Linked DNA regions of Mus musculus: region 2 is linked to region 1. A link is a contact called in public Hi-C data. All regions are on one chromosome and are shown on one strand. Each heading gives the region's core, a stretch centred on a gene start, on an enhancer-like site or on the middle of the called end of the contact. The rest is flanking DNA. Distances are from core to core; before and after follow the strand shown. Region 1 overlaps Nfia (nuclear factor I/A). Region 2 overlaps Nfia (nuclear factor I/A).

What was found. A called contact is a pair of places that touch in the nucleus more often than the background predicts.
Region 2: a Hi-C map of the 63-12 cell line shows a contact between it and region 1, with 2.0 times the contacts expected there. The contact joins two enhancer-like sites. A contact is called at or near these places in 17 of 484 Hi-C or Micro-C datasets (the 63-12 cell line, CD4 T cells, CD8 T cells and 9 more) and 2 of 115 datasets of contacts at active chromatin or transcription factors (heart atrium and regulatory T cell precursor).

Annotation. Positions count from the first base shown.
Region 1 is chr4:98,036,996-98,043,123 of GRCm38.p6, forward strand. Nfia (nuclear factor I/A) reads left to right here. Exons shown (of 11, transcript NM_010905.3): 7 at 4,556-4,684. Among named protein-coding and RNA genes, the nearest start is that of Gm34218, 17 kb to the left of the region's middle. Within about 2 kb of position 2,341, at least 42 of the 459 cell types and tissues checked have an H3K27ac peak or open chromatin away from gene starts, as enhancers often do. A contact at or near this core is called in the 63-12 cell line and liver, where this site is marked.
Region 2 is chr4:98,099,873-98,106,568 of GRCm38.p6, forward strand. The region is part of intron 10 of Nfia (nuclear factor I/A); the gene reads left to right. Among named protein-coding and RNA genes, the nearest start is that of Gm34784, 23 kb to the right of the region's middle. Within about 2 kb of position 4,494, at least 78 of the 459 cell types and tissues checked have an H3K27ac peak or open chromatin away from gene starts, as enhancers often do. A contact at or near this core is called in the 63-12 cell line and liver, where this site is marked.

The sequences.
Region 1 (6,128 bases), core at 1,091-3,590:
CAAGGTGGATGTCCTCTAGCTTTCAACATAGAATATTTTACTTGCATTTTGAAATTTCACTGGTCAATTAAGTATACAAAACAAATTAACCAAAACATACATTATGCATGTAGAAAAATATTAAAGTATATAACAAGGAAATGGGCTCAATATAAGTCTTTAAAAATTGAAAACACAAAGTAATTTTGAGCTTCATGACAGCCTTAGGGTTCACATTACTTAACTGTGATAAATTTAGATTAGACATAGTCTGGCGTGTTGTTCTTACATGCTGACTACGCTTCTCCCCTCTGTAACTCTGTCAAGAAGGATTTAAAGTAAGTGTGTGTGTGTGTGTGTGTGTGTGTTCGTGTTCACACTACAATGTGTATGCAGAGGTTAAACCTCCCACCTTGTTTTTAGGCAGTGTCTCTCTGTTTGTGCTGCTGTACTGTGTAATCCAGGCTAGCCAGGCAGCAAGCTCCTGCTGTAGGCATATATATTCATTTGTTTGCATAGGTCTAAGCATGCATAGCTCCACTCTGTCATAGGAGTGCAAGGACTAAGCATGCTTAGCTCCACCCTGTCATAGGAGTGCAGGGACTAAGCATACATGCCTTTACCCTGTCATAGGAGTGCAGGGACTAAGCATGCATGCCTTTACCCTGTCATAGGAGTGCGGGGACTAAGCATACATGCCTTTACCCTGTCATAGGAGTGCGGGGACTAAGCATACATGCCTTTACCCTGTCATAGGAGTGCGGGGACTAAGCATACATGCCTTTACCCTGTCATAGGAGTGCGGGGACTAAGCATACATGCCTTTACCCTGTCATAGGAGTGCGGGGACTAAGCATACATGCCTTTACCCTGTCATAGGAGTGCAGGGACTAAGCATGCATGCCTTTACCCTGTCATAGGAGTGCAGGGACTAAGCATGCATGCCTTTACCCTGTCATAGGAGTGCAGGGACTAAGCATACATGCCTTTACCCTGTCATAGGAGTGCAGGGACTAAGCATACATGCCTTTACCCTGTCATAGGAGTGCGGGGACTAAGCATGCATGCCTTTACCCTGTCATAGGAGTGTGGGGACTAAGCATACATGCCTTTACCCTGTCATAGGAGTGCAGGGACTAAGCATGCATGCCTTTACCCTGTCATAGGAGTGTGGGGACTAAGCATACATGCCTTTACCCTGTCATAGGAGTGCAGGGACTAAGCATGCTTAGCTCCACCCTGTCATAGGAGTGCAGGGACTAAGCATACATGCCTTTACCCTGTCATAGGAGTGCGGGGACTAAGCATGCTTGGCTTTACCCTGTCATAGGAGTGCAGGGACTAAGCATGCTTGGCTTTACCCTGTCACAGGAGTGCAGGGACTAAGCATGCTTGGCTTTACCCTGTCATAGGAGTGGGGGGACTAAGCATGTTTGGCTTTACCCTGTCACAGGAGTGCAGGGACTAAGCATGCTTGGCTTTACCCTGTCATAGGAGTGCAGGGACTAAGCATACATGCCTTTACCCTGTCATAGGAGTGCAGGGACTAAGCATGCTTGGCTTTACCCTGTCATAGGAGTGCGGGGACTAAGCATGCTTGGCTTTACCCTGTCACAGGAGTGCAGGGACTAAGCATGCTTGGCTTTACCCTGTCATAGGAGTGCGGGGACTAAGCATGTTTGGCTTTATGTAGGTTTGGGGGGGTTTTGGATGCAGAACCTCATGCTTCTTTGGCAGTACTTTGACCACTGGCCTTTCCCAAAAGCTCATATTTTGCTGTTTTTAAAAAATCACTTAGCAGCTTGATCACTCTCTACCTGTTACTGCCACTCTCTACCTGTTACTGCCCAAGTTGTACTTAAAGTTCCATTCTTACACACCGCGCATTGAGGAAAATGAACATTTTGAAGAAATCCCAGCTTTCTTGAATCAGTCATTTGCTCCCTTCAGTATAGTTGGTTCAATGCCATGATTCCAACAGTGATCCCATTGTTCAAAAAACTGAAATAAAAATCTTCATTCTTCAAAGTTTTGAGATTTTTCCACTTCTGTTCTGTCTCTGTGTCTTTCCTAACATGTAATTCTGGCATTTGACTGACTTTAAAGTAGAAGAGTAGGTAGCTCAAAACTTCCTTTGTGCAAAAGAGGTTTGAATGACTTGGGAGATTGGTCAACACTTAAACGTTTTATTATTTATGTTTTTATTTGAAGGCCTTCCCCTACTGTAGTTGAATCCTAAGACCTTGCTTGGGTCGTTGTCAGTGATTGTTCACCTATGACCTCAGTGTACCCTAGCTGTTAGCACACTGGTACGGTATGGCCTGTGACCTTTGCAACAAATATAATGGATGCAGCTACGACTGGCAGATTTGTTTTTAATTCAGATCGATCAAACAGGGGTTGACCTAGAATGGATCTGACTTAGGAGTATGAACAGCATGAAATCACACAGCTACCCATTGTGTACTTGCATCTGACTAGGAATATACTAACTAATTTGTTCTTCTCTTGAGATGAAAATCATGAGTTTTGTTATATCAAAGCATCTGTGTGTGAAGTCACAGGTAAAAGTGCAAGCCGTACATGGAGTTTAAAGAAGAGAGAGGGAGAGGGAAGGAGAGAGGGAGGGAGAGAGAGAGGGAGGGAGGGAGGGAGGGAGAAGGAGAGAGGATATTTTGGGACCCTTCGGTACATTTTAGACTCTTTGATCAACATATTTATATTAGAGAAGACCTAAACAGACACACTTCATAACCAGATGCATTTAGATAACATTTTATAGGATAATATTAATCTCTGATTTTAAAAAAAAACCAAAACATGTTTAGGAATAGCCTCTCTACATAAAAATACTATAGTTCATGGTACTAGGAATTACTCACTGACAGTTACATACTAATATCAATAGACCAATTACTTATTTTTCTAGTTTGCCCAAGTAAATCTCAGATAAGAGTAGACAAAACATAGGTATACATGTTTAAATGACTTTTTTTTTCTTTTTCTGATGCAGTACAGACCAATTTTATGCTGGAAACTTGAGATCCCAGATTTGTCCTGTGATAAGGAGATTTGACGTCATTTCCTTTATTATATGTCCAAACTTCTGTTGTCTTACCTGGCACGCCCCCAAATGAATAGATGACTCCAGTTGTGCCTGTCAGCACAGTTGCTGAGAACACCACAAATCCAGTAATTACAAGGGACTGTTTTCCCATTCTTCCCCCAGTATTTTTCTTTCCAATGCATTTCCTAAGTTTAACATGCTGTGAAAACCCTAGACACTGTAGAAAATGCTATTCTTTAAGACACGCTTTTCTTATGTTTTCTTAGCATAAGGGTGATATATGTTCATCATAGGAAGGGCAAGTAAGCAAACGGAAGCCAGCAAACCACAAAAAGTTAACTCACTGAGGAGCCGCGGTTACAGTGTACGCACGGCTTCCAGTTCTTTCTCTGCATAGAAAAAAGGACACAAATTATGTTGTACGTTCTGTGATTGATGTACTACAACACCCCATGTTGTAATTGGCTTTTCAGTCAACATTATATTATAAATATCTCCCATGTTGTTATTCTTTTACAGTAGTCTTTTCATTGGTTAAACCATATTTACTGAACCAGTCCCAATTGCTTGTATTTTAAGGATTTGGGGTTTTTGTTTTTTTTTTTTTTTACTTTTATCTTTTCTTTTCCTGTTCTATAAATAATTCACTGAAAGAACATCTGAGCTGCTATTATCAAGGGCATTTTTATGTTAAAAAAGCTAAATTATTTAAAGTGTAGAAAAATGCTTTGGTGCTGAAATAAGGTTACTGACAAGACAAAATGATTGCATGCGAGGCTGCCTTTGTGTGCCTAGGCAGCCTCCTTTGTAAGGGTCCCAAAGGTCACAGACACGTGACAGAGTCACTGGAAAAGTTGAAGCGTGTGGAAGTCAGATTTCTGTTACTATAACAAGTACAAAAAAAATGGAGCTTTCGAAAAGGTCCTAGAAGATCTAGTTCATGATCAGGTAGACCTCCCAGGTCGTCCCAGGTAGACTCACTAGTGCTTGGCAGCAAGGCAGGGAGAATATAAGTAAAACTGCTTGTCTTTAGCCAGGAAGCAAGAGAGAGCGAGAGAGGGAGGGATCGGATCCCAGGAACTCACTCAGTAGTCAAATAACCCTTGACCTGCCTCTTAAAGGCTCCCCCTGCTCCCAGGAGAACCACTTTGGATGTGAAGATTTTAACATGTAACACGCAGGTCTTTTGCAGAGGACACTGAAGACTCAAGATACAGAACCCCCCCCCCCAATAGAGAGAACACCAACTGTCCCCAAATGGACTACGATTTGAAACAATAAATTAAAATAACTTACAGAACCACCTGAAAGGGGGGCCATTCTGTTACTGATTTGCTCCTGTGACAAATTCAAAGCAATTTAATCCAAATTTCCAATTGCAGATGATCCCATTTTATTTCTTCACCCCCCCCCAACCCCCCGCCACTCTCTAAGTGTTGTCTTTTTGGGTCACACAAGTTGTTGCTCTGTAGAGTAAAGTTACCTCACCAATCACCCCCTTCTTGCCAGGCTTGCCATCTCCAAGCACACTGAAGAAGTCTGAGAAGTCTGGTTTCAGCAGCCCCTCCCCTTCGCAGACCTCCTCCCTGGGAACAGCATTCACACAGCATCACCGACCTGTCATTACAGGACCCAGAGGTGAGTCGCTTCCCCAGAGATCCATAGGGTCTACATCATAACCTTGAGATCAAAGTAGCAAAGTGGGGAGACAGTGAGGACTCCCTGTAACTATTCTGAGGCAATAAGTGATCTAATTCTTATATTTGAGAATAGTCTTAGAATTTTAGGGACCAAAGAGTTTTTGGCATCCAATCTATTGCTCTAAAGTTAAAAGACACAAGCCTTTTTGGTTTGAGGGACAGTAGACCAAAATCAAATGTGCCCTCAGGCTATATGTGTGCACGCCTTGTGTGTAGGTGTTTGGTGAGTGGTTTTTCCATGTGGCCAGTTGCCTATTTTTCAAGTGACAAATGTGTTTCAGTCTCCTGTCCTTACTGAGTCTCTACAGATATGTGGCGTTCTGTGTTGAGGTTGTTTGCGTCAGGGTGCTGACGAGTCATCTTCATTCCCTCCTTTTGAAGTGGTAGATAGTTTGTCTGGTTTTCATGGCAATGTTTTCCTTACTTCAGTCTCATGTGCTTTTAAGTTTATTATTAAAATGTGTCCACAAGAAATATGATTTATATTTCACATTAAAGACAAGCCTTAAACCCTGAAAGGATGTCAGCAAATCACTTAGCTTGATCCTATTGCAAGATGAAAATATTTATTAGTTTATTTATGAAACTCAGACAGTAGGAATATGGCTAACTGTCACCATACTTGCACCCCTCCATCAGGTTGTCCTTTAGGTTCGTTATCTACTAGCTGACATCAAAAAAAAAAAAACCCCTGGAAAGTTACGGTCTAATATCTACTTTGTCATATACCTGGGTAAACTGATTTTTCTTGCATTAGCTCATGTTAGGCACGCTGAATCCGTTTGTGAATCTGAATCCATTTATGAATACTGTCATAGTCCCAAGAAAGGAAATATCGTTGTTAAGAGGGATACACAAAGTACATGTGAAAACTCTCACTTAGAAAAAAAAGTGCTCTGCCATGGGAAGCAATTACTATGTCAAGAAACTCAATTGCTTCATCCTTAGAGATACTATGGTCATTAATATAATGTGCTCTTCTGGATCTCTGACTGTTCCACGTTTGTATCTATGGTATAACGACAGATGCTTACCATATATACAAACATGCACACACACACACACACACATATATATATATATGCATATATATGTATATATGCATATATATATATGGATATGGATACACACACACACACAGTCTTATATCTTACACAATATATCTTATACACACAACCTGCAGGCAATTTTAGCACATGCGGTCAAGTATACTGTGATGAACTTGTATCCTGTCAGTGTTCAGAAAGTCTAGGGCTTTGCACATTTCAACCTTGCTGCTTTTAGACTATGGGTACTCAGCTTGTGCTTCTTTGGACACAAAGCTGCCTTAGCTATGCCCTTCCTGTATCCCTTCCTGCTTCATGGCCTCCCACAGCTCTACA
Region 2 (6,696 bases), core at 3,244-5,743, 65 kb after region 1:
TTATTATTTTTAATTGGAGCATCTTCTAGAATAGCACAATTTGGCCTATCTGCGGGATATTTGTAATTGCCAAGTCAGAATGAAAGCAGGTATACATCGTTTGAAGCTGCAGCCATTCTTGTGAAATAAACAATTGATTCTCCTCTTAGTATGGTAGCTTAACAGAGGCAAAAGACCCTTCAAAGACCTGGCAAACATATAATAGCCATGCACTCTGTATTATTTTTATTACGCAATAGCACAGTGAGGGTAGGTGTGTGTGTGTGAGCCCTCCGTGCTAGCACTGGACGTGTGTTCTGAACTGCTCATAAATTTCCATCGCTAATAGATCACTACCAACTGGAACTTAGCCACAAAACCAAGTGAGTGTAACGTTGCTTGCGTGGCTGGTTCTATACAATACCTTTTTGAATCTGTCTTTGCTTAGGAGATGGATTATTCAGAAATCCTAGCTCAGAAGGTAAAAATAAATATTCTGTGCTAGGGTGATATTTCTTCTCTCCAAGTCATTTCTCTTATCATATGTCTACCATGACCAAATCACTGCTAAGACCCCCTCAGGTTGACACTTGGGGCACACCTGTGAGGCCTGCACCTTGTATTCCAGCTCCATAGACAAGCTGCCTCTTTACAACTCCTGGAAATACTTAGGAAAAAATGAATTGTTTGTAGTAATGAGTATTGTTTAGTTATGAATTTAATCTACACATTCAGAAGGAAATAAATCTAAACATAAAAGGCGTGTGCTGTTTCAGCATTAAGGGGGAAAAACTGTCACTGAAGTTGTAAACTCCCCCATGTGGTCCCATTTTACCAGTCACTTCTTAACAAAGGCAAGTTTTATTATAAAACTCTAAATCCTGTCACCATCTCTGGAGGAGGAGATTTCCTGCAGAGGTGGACCAACTGGTAACCCCTACTTCCCATCCACACTGGCTGGGGCTTCCCTAATGATGGCTCACCTGGGAGGCCAATTTAGCTGTTTTGTGGGTTTTGTGGGGTAGGGTTTAGAGGTTTGTGGTGGTGGTGATGGTGGTTTTGTTTTTTGTTTTTGTTTTTAAGTTTATTAAGTTAGGCTGGGCCCCTTGCATCCAGCAGTACTGGGGTGTTGTTTGCCAAGATAGTGCTTACTCTAACCTTAACATGGAGCATGAATACTCTAATGCTTCACAAAAAAAAATGACTGCCGAATTGTGGACAAGGAGATGATGATTCCTGGACCAGTGGAATGTAAAAAAGAGGTGTCCTGGAAGGAGAAGATAGGTACAGGAATGACGATCTCACAGTGTAACCAGAGAAGTTTCTACCCCAGCCAGTCTGAGTTTTAGACCAGAGCCCCTGACCCCCAGACCCGCACCTGGTTGTGCTGCCCAGCCCTCCCAGTCTTTGTTCTCAAGAATTCAAAACCTGCAACGCTAAGGCTTCATCTGTGGTCTGCTCAGACTGCCTCTGTGCCTGCCTTGGGGCACTGCAGAAGCCTCCAGCTGCCTGGCAAAGGAGTTGTGGCTTCCTTCCCTCTTTCTTCTTGTGGTGAGCCGAGGAGGAGGTAGAGGAGGAGGTACCATTTGCTTGAATAGCCTCTGAGAGACTGGGGTCATCTGAGATTCTTCTGTGGGCTTACCACAGGGAGAGAAATGCTGGGGGCAGATGTAGGAAAACAGACCAGGAAGGAAAGAATAGAGACAGTGAGTACAGGGCAAGGAAAGAGTAAGAAGCAAAGACCTGTGTACAGGCCAGACAGGGGGTACCTGCTAGGCAGAAAATCCCCAAAATGGCTGAGGAGAGTGGAGCAAGCCTGTGATCCCAGGTTTGAAGGGGAATCTAGGCAGTAGGATCAGAAGTTAGGGGTCACCTTAGGCTGCATGGTGACTTCAAGGACAGCTTGAGTCACATGTAAGTCTGTCTTAAAACAACAACTATGTGTTCAAGGTGTAGCTGCTGTACAGTCACAGAGGCCCAGAAGCTGAAGGGTGAGACCTGGAGGTTGTTCTGGGCAGATCTCCTGGCACTCTGCTGCAGAATGCCTGTGGGAGAAATCGGAAGTCACGGGGCTTCTGACTGTCACGTTCCTGTTCCCTTTCCTGGCTTTATCTACCTACAGAGTGAGAATAGCAATCCTTGCTGTGGGTTTGCTGTAAACCCCAGCCATGTTCGGGGGAACAGCGCTGGTAGAATGATTATTAAAATGGGACCACGCTCTACTGAGCAGCGACCTCCAATCCCCTGCCTATCTCTTCAAACAGAAAAGTTCCCTCCCTAGGCCACCGTTCAGCCAAGTCCAAATGTGACTGTCTGCCCTTGTTAAGACAGAGGCATTTAATAAAAATTGGAATCCAGTATGTAGAAAACATAGGTTTGTGTTGTGTTTTGTTTTGTTTTTGTTCATTTTGTAGCTCCTTAGGAAATCGTGTTCCTTTCTCACTCCCACTTTACACAACTTTCTTCTTGCAAATAATAATAATAATAAATAATAATAATAATAATAAATGGGGAATAAAGGATACTTGATTGTGAAAATCAAAACTTACAAAGGGCTAGGGCCTGCCTTTTAAGACAGACAGTAGCTACTAATAAAGAAAGCTTTCCTGTGTCTTAAGAGCAAACCTACTTTTTTTATGACTAACTTTCCCTGTGGGAAAGGGTTTGTATATATCTAGGCATTAAAATACAACACTTAATGAAACGGAAAGAAAAATCATCTTTCGTTTTGCTTGTATGGAATAGAAGTGTTTGTGACTCGATGCTCCCTGGACTGTTGGTCTTTGTAGAATCTAAGCACAAAAGAGACCTGATCATTAGCACAGGTTCCAGGGAGAAAAACTCACCCTCAAAGCCCCCTACACACACATACGCACACGCATGCGCACACGCATGCGCACCCAAACGCACCACACGTTCTCCACCCCACCTTCACACCACATTTTCCAAGGCCAAGCTGTCGTGCCACCATCTCAGCTCCGCCCAACACATCCGGTACTGTCGCCCCAGCCCAGTACATAGGAACTCAGGACAATTTCATCGGGTTGTTGTCCTCTTAATCTCTACGCCGCACCTCAGATCTCGGGCAGCTTCCGTGGCACGGACTCACTTTAATGGATAGAATCTATTTTTCATGAAAAAGCAGGAAATAAGCTGTCTCTTTCATAAAAAGATTTACAAAATGTAATCATTGTTGAAATATTCCCTTTGAACTGCCGTGTCCACGGGGGTCTCCGGCTCCCAGAGGCCAGCTTCATTAGAGCCTCCTCCCAAGCGCTCCAGAAGGGCAGGTACGCTGGTGGGGCCTGCTTTGATGTCTTCCATGAATGAAAGAAAAGCACAATAAAAAAGAGCTGTTGATCAAGCATAAAATACTCTTTAAGCTGACAGAATAGCAGCGTTAACACACCCTAAGCTGCTTTTACTCCCCCCCCCCTTTTCCTCACGTTTTCCTGTGCTTTGTGTACAGTGGGGGTTTGTGTTTTATAAAAAGTCTCTGATCTATGTAGTATGCCATTCACTAACAAAAACCAAAATAGGATTGTTTCTGTCCCACTTGGTTTCCTGACTACTCCCTGTCTCCCTCCCTCCCTATGCCCCCCATCCAAGTCTGGAAGGCCTGCAGTTTAGCCTGGTGCTTTTCAGGGGCTTGAGCCAATCCCTTTGTGTTGTAGATTTCGCGGCTCTGAATTTAATACCACAATTAAAGACAGATTTTTATTTTCTCAAGAACTTTCCCTTGCAACTAGGAGGAGGAGCTGGCCCAGCTGCCACTCATAACTTAGAAAATTATATCATTTAATACAAGAAAATGCATGGCTGAGGGACCACTTTCTTAGGAAATGGGTCTTCTTTAGGCCCAAGTGGATCCTTGGGCCAGCCATATTTAACAGTAAGAGAACCCAGAACTCGGTTTCCCAAACTTGTTCCCAGTCAGGTACCTCATCAATCAGTAATCAAGTATTACGTCATCCTCAATATTTCTGCTTCGTGGAGTCAAACAGTGAGGCTCTAAGGTGCCGGCAGCCATGCCTAAGATCATCTAGTCCACAGAATGCAGGTGCCACTGTTCCTGTGAGATTGGACACCAGAGCCCAAGTGTGCACCAGGGGATACAGCCCCCCAGTCGGTCTTCAGCGTAAACACAAATGGGACACAGGGCAGTTTTGAACAGGAAAGTCTTTGGTTTCATGGGGGTGAGAGTATCAGAGGAAATTATAAAGGGAGAATGAGAAGAGACTGGACTTAGTGGTAAGAGCAACACCAGGGTAAGCTGGGGTGGGATGAGATATCAACCGTGGAACAGCCCGCAGGACTGGCTTGTGCATGCACTCTCAAAGTTTGTAGGCACTGGATGGTTTATTGGGTAAAAAGATTAGTGTTTTCCCGTACTGAGGTTTGAACCAAAGCAGAGGTCTTGGCTGGGAGCGGCAGAGTCATTCTCCAGGGAGCAGTGGTTTGGACAAGTGCTGTGTATGTAGTAAGCAGGCAGAAGGCCATGTTGCAAAACTATTGCACATGCTCCTGACGCAGTTGGCCACGGTTGGCCCCATTGCAACAGTTCTCACATCGGAGCTGCCTGGGGCAGCCATTAGAGACTTGTGCCTCTCTAGGGAGGGCGCCTGTCACTGCAGGAGGCCAAACCATGTGCTGGGCGCATGTATGTGGCCTAGCTGTGCTATGGAGACCCATCTAAGATACGGTACTTCACTGAGGGTGCTGGTGCCTGGCCCTGGGAAACAGAATCCTGCTTTCTTTTTTTCCTCTACTTAACCCGCTCTATTCAACTTAATCTATTCAGTACCTCCTCTCTCACCCACTGGGGCAAGACCGTGGGGATGCCACACCTGAGAACATGAGTAGCTTTCTTGTGAAGAAACAGGCTGTCACAGTCCCACCACCATAGTAACAGACGGAGCCTATGGGTAAGGACCCTAAGAAAGGTACCTCAGTTTAAAGGAACATCTGGCAAGGTGGCTCGTCAGCAGGTAAAGCTCCTTGCTACAGAGCCTGATGACCTGAGTTCAATCTCTGGCTCCCACATGATAGCAAAAGAGAACCAACACCTGCAAGGTGTCCTCTGACCTCCATAGCCCACTGAGGCACACAAACACACACACACACACACACACACACACACACACACACACACACACACGTAATTTAATTTAAAAAAAAAAGAAAAGGGGGTCATTTAATCTTAGACCTCAGGGACCAGCAAGTGTTAGCACAGCACGGAAAAAGGCATAGCCTGTGCCCAGGACCCAGCAGGGAGGAAGCATTTGGCTTTGGGAGATCTGGAAGGAGTTTAACACACCACAAGTGGTGAGAAGATAAGGCTCTACAAAGGTAAGCGAGGCCACTCACGGCCCATTAATGTTTTAATAGTTTCCTGCACAATAAACAAGTCTTGGTTTAGAGTTATTGAAAACAGGCTTTCTTTAATTAACAAAATAAAATCAGACAAGAAAAATGGCTGTGGAGATCAAAGCCTGAGACTGGCAATACCCATAACTAGCACCTGTGTACAGCATGTCACCCTTTCCAGAAACTCGTGCTGACCACTGTCATCCTCTCATGCCCAGGACTCCAGGGTCACCCAGCACAGAGCCCTGTCTGTCATACAGAGCCCTGTCTATGATGTCATACAACCCATCAGTGGAATTCAGTACGGGCCTTTAGACATTTGGCCTCATCAGCTGAGTTTATCAAGATCCTTTGAGAAGTCGTGAAGGGCATAGAAGTCTAAACCAAACCTCTTCCTGCTGGACACTAAAGCTTCTAAAGGCGGATGCCACATTTTCTTTACTCCCAACATTCCCAGACCCTCAAGTCCACGACACCAAGAAAACTGCAGCCTCTTGGTACTTACTGACCAAATGACTAATGGCTCCCAAGTGGTTGATCCTAAAAGGAGAAACCAGGAATGCACGCAGAGGTCTGTCTACTCCTTCTGTGTCAGAGACAGGGGTGCCCCCTTACCCCCCCCCAGCCCCCCTCCTCCAGCTTTTGGCTGATTTGCCAAGGACAACTCATTTGTGCTAAATAGTAGGCTTAGTTCATGCAAACAAGAACAGGAAGCCAGAAATGACTAACTGACTGGATTCGTGTGGTCCAGGAGAGGTAGCATCATCCCCAGGAGGGACAATATAGTAGCTGCACTCAATGCAGACCTGCTTGCTGGGTCCCTTGTGTGGCTGGTAGAGACTGATGTGTTGGAGGGGAGCTTCCTGTATTTTTGTGTTTCCGTTTATATGTGTAAATGTCCTTAAATAACCCACCTTGCCTGGAGAGGAAAGCTAAGCGTCACACCCACTTCTGGATTCCACATTAACAACCTCCTTCCGTGCAGTGTTAAACTTTGCCCCGAAGGGCCTTTTGTTCAACTTTTTAATTTGAAAAACAGATTTTGCTGTCACAGCCCAGCCTGCCCTCCACAGCATGCGTGCGCTCACACACACACACACACACACACACACACACACTGTCTCTCTGTCTTTCTGTCTCTGTCTGTCTCTGTCTCTCTCTCTCCCAAAGTGAAATATCTCAGATCTACTTCTTTTCTGTTTTTAAAATGTATGCCCTGCCCGCTGCGTAGAAAGGGAGACTGTAAGAAAAAGTTGCGTGTGTTAGAATATTGGCAGTTGAGAAGGAAGGTGAGTCCCTTGACTTCATCACCTGTCTCCAGTAGACTCTGGACCAACTCCATTTTGTAAG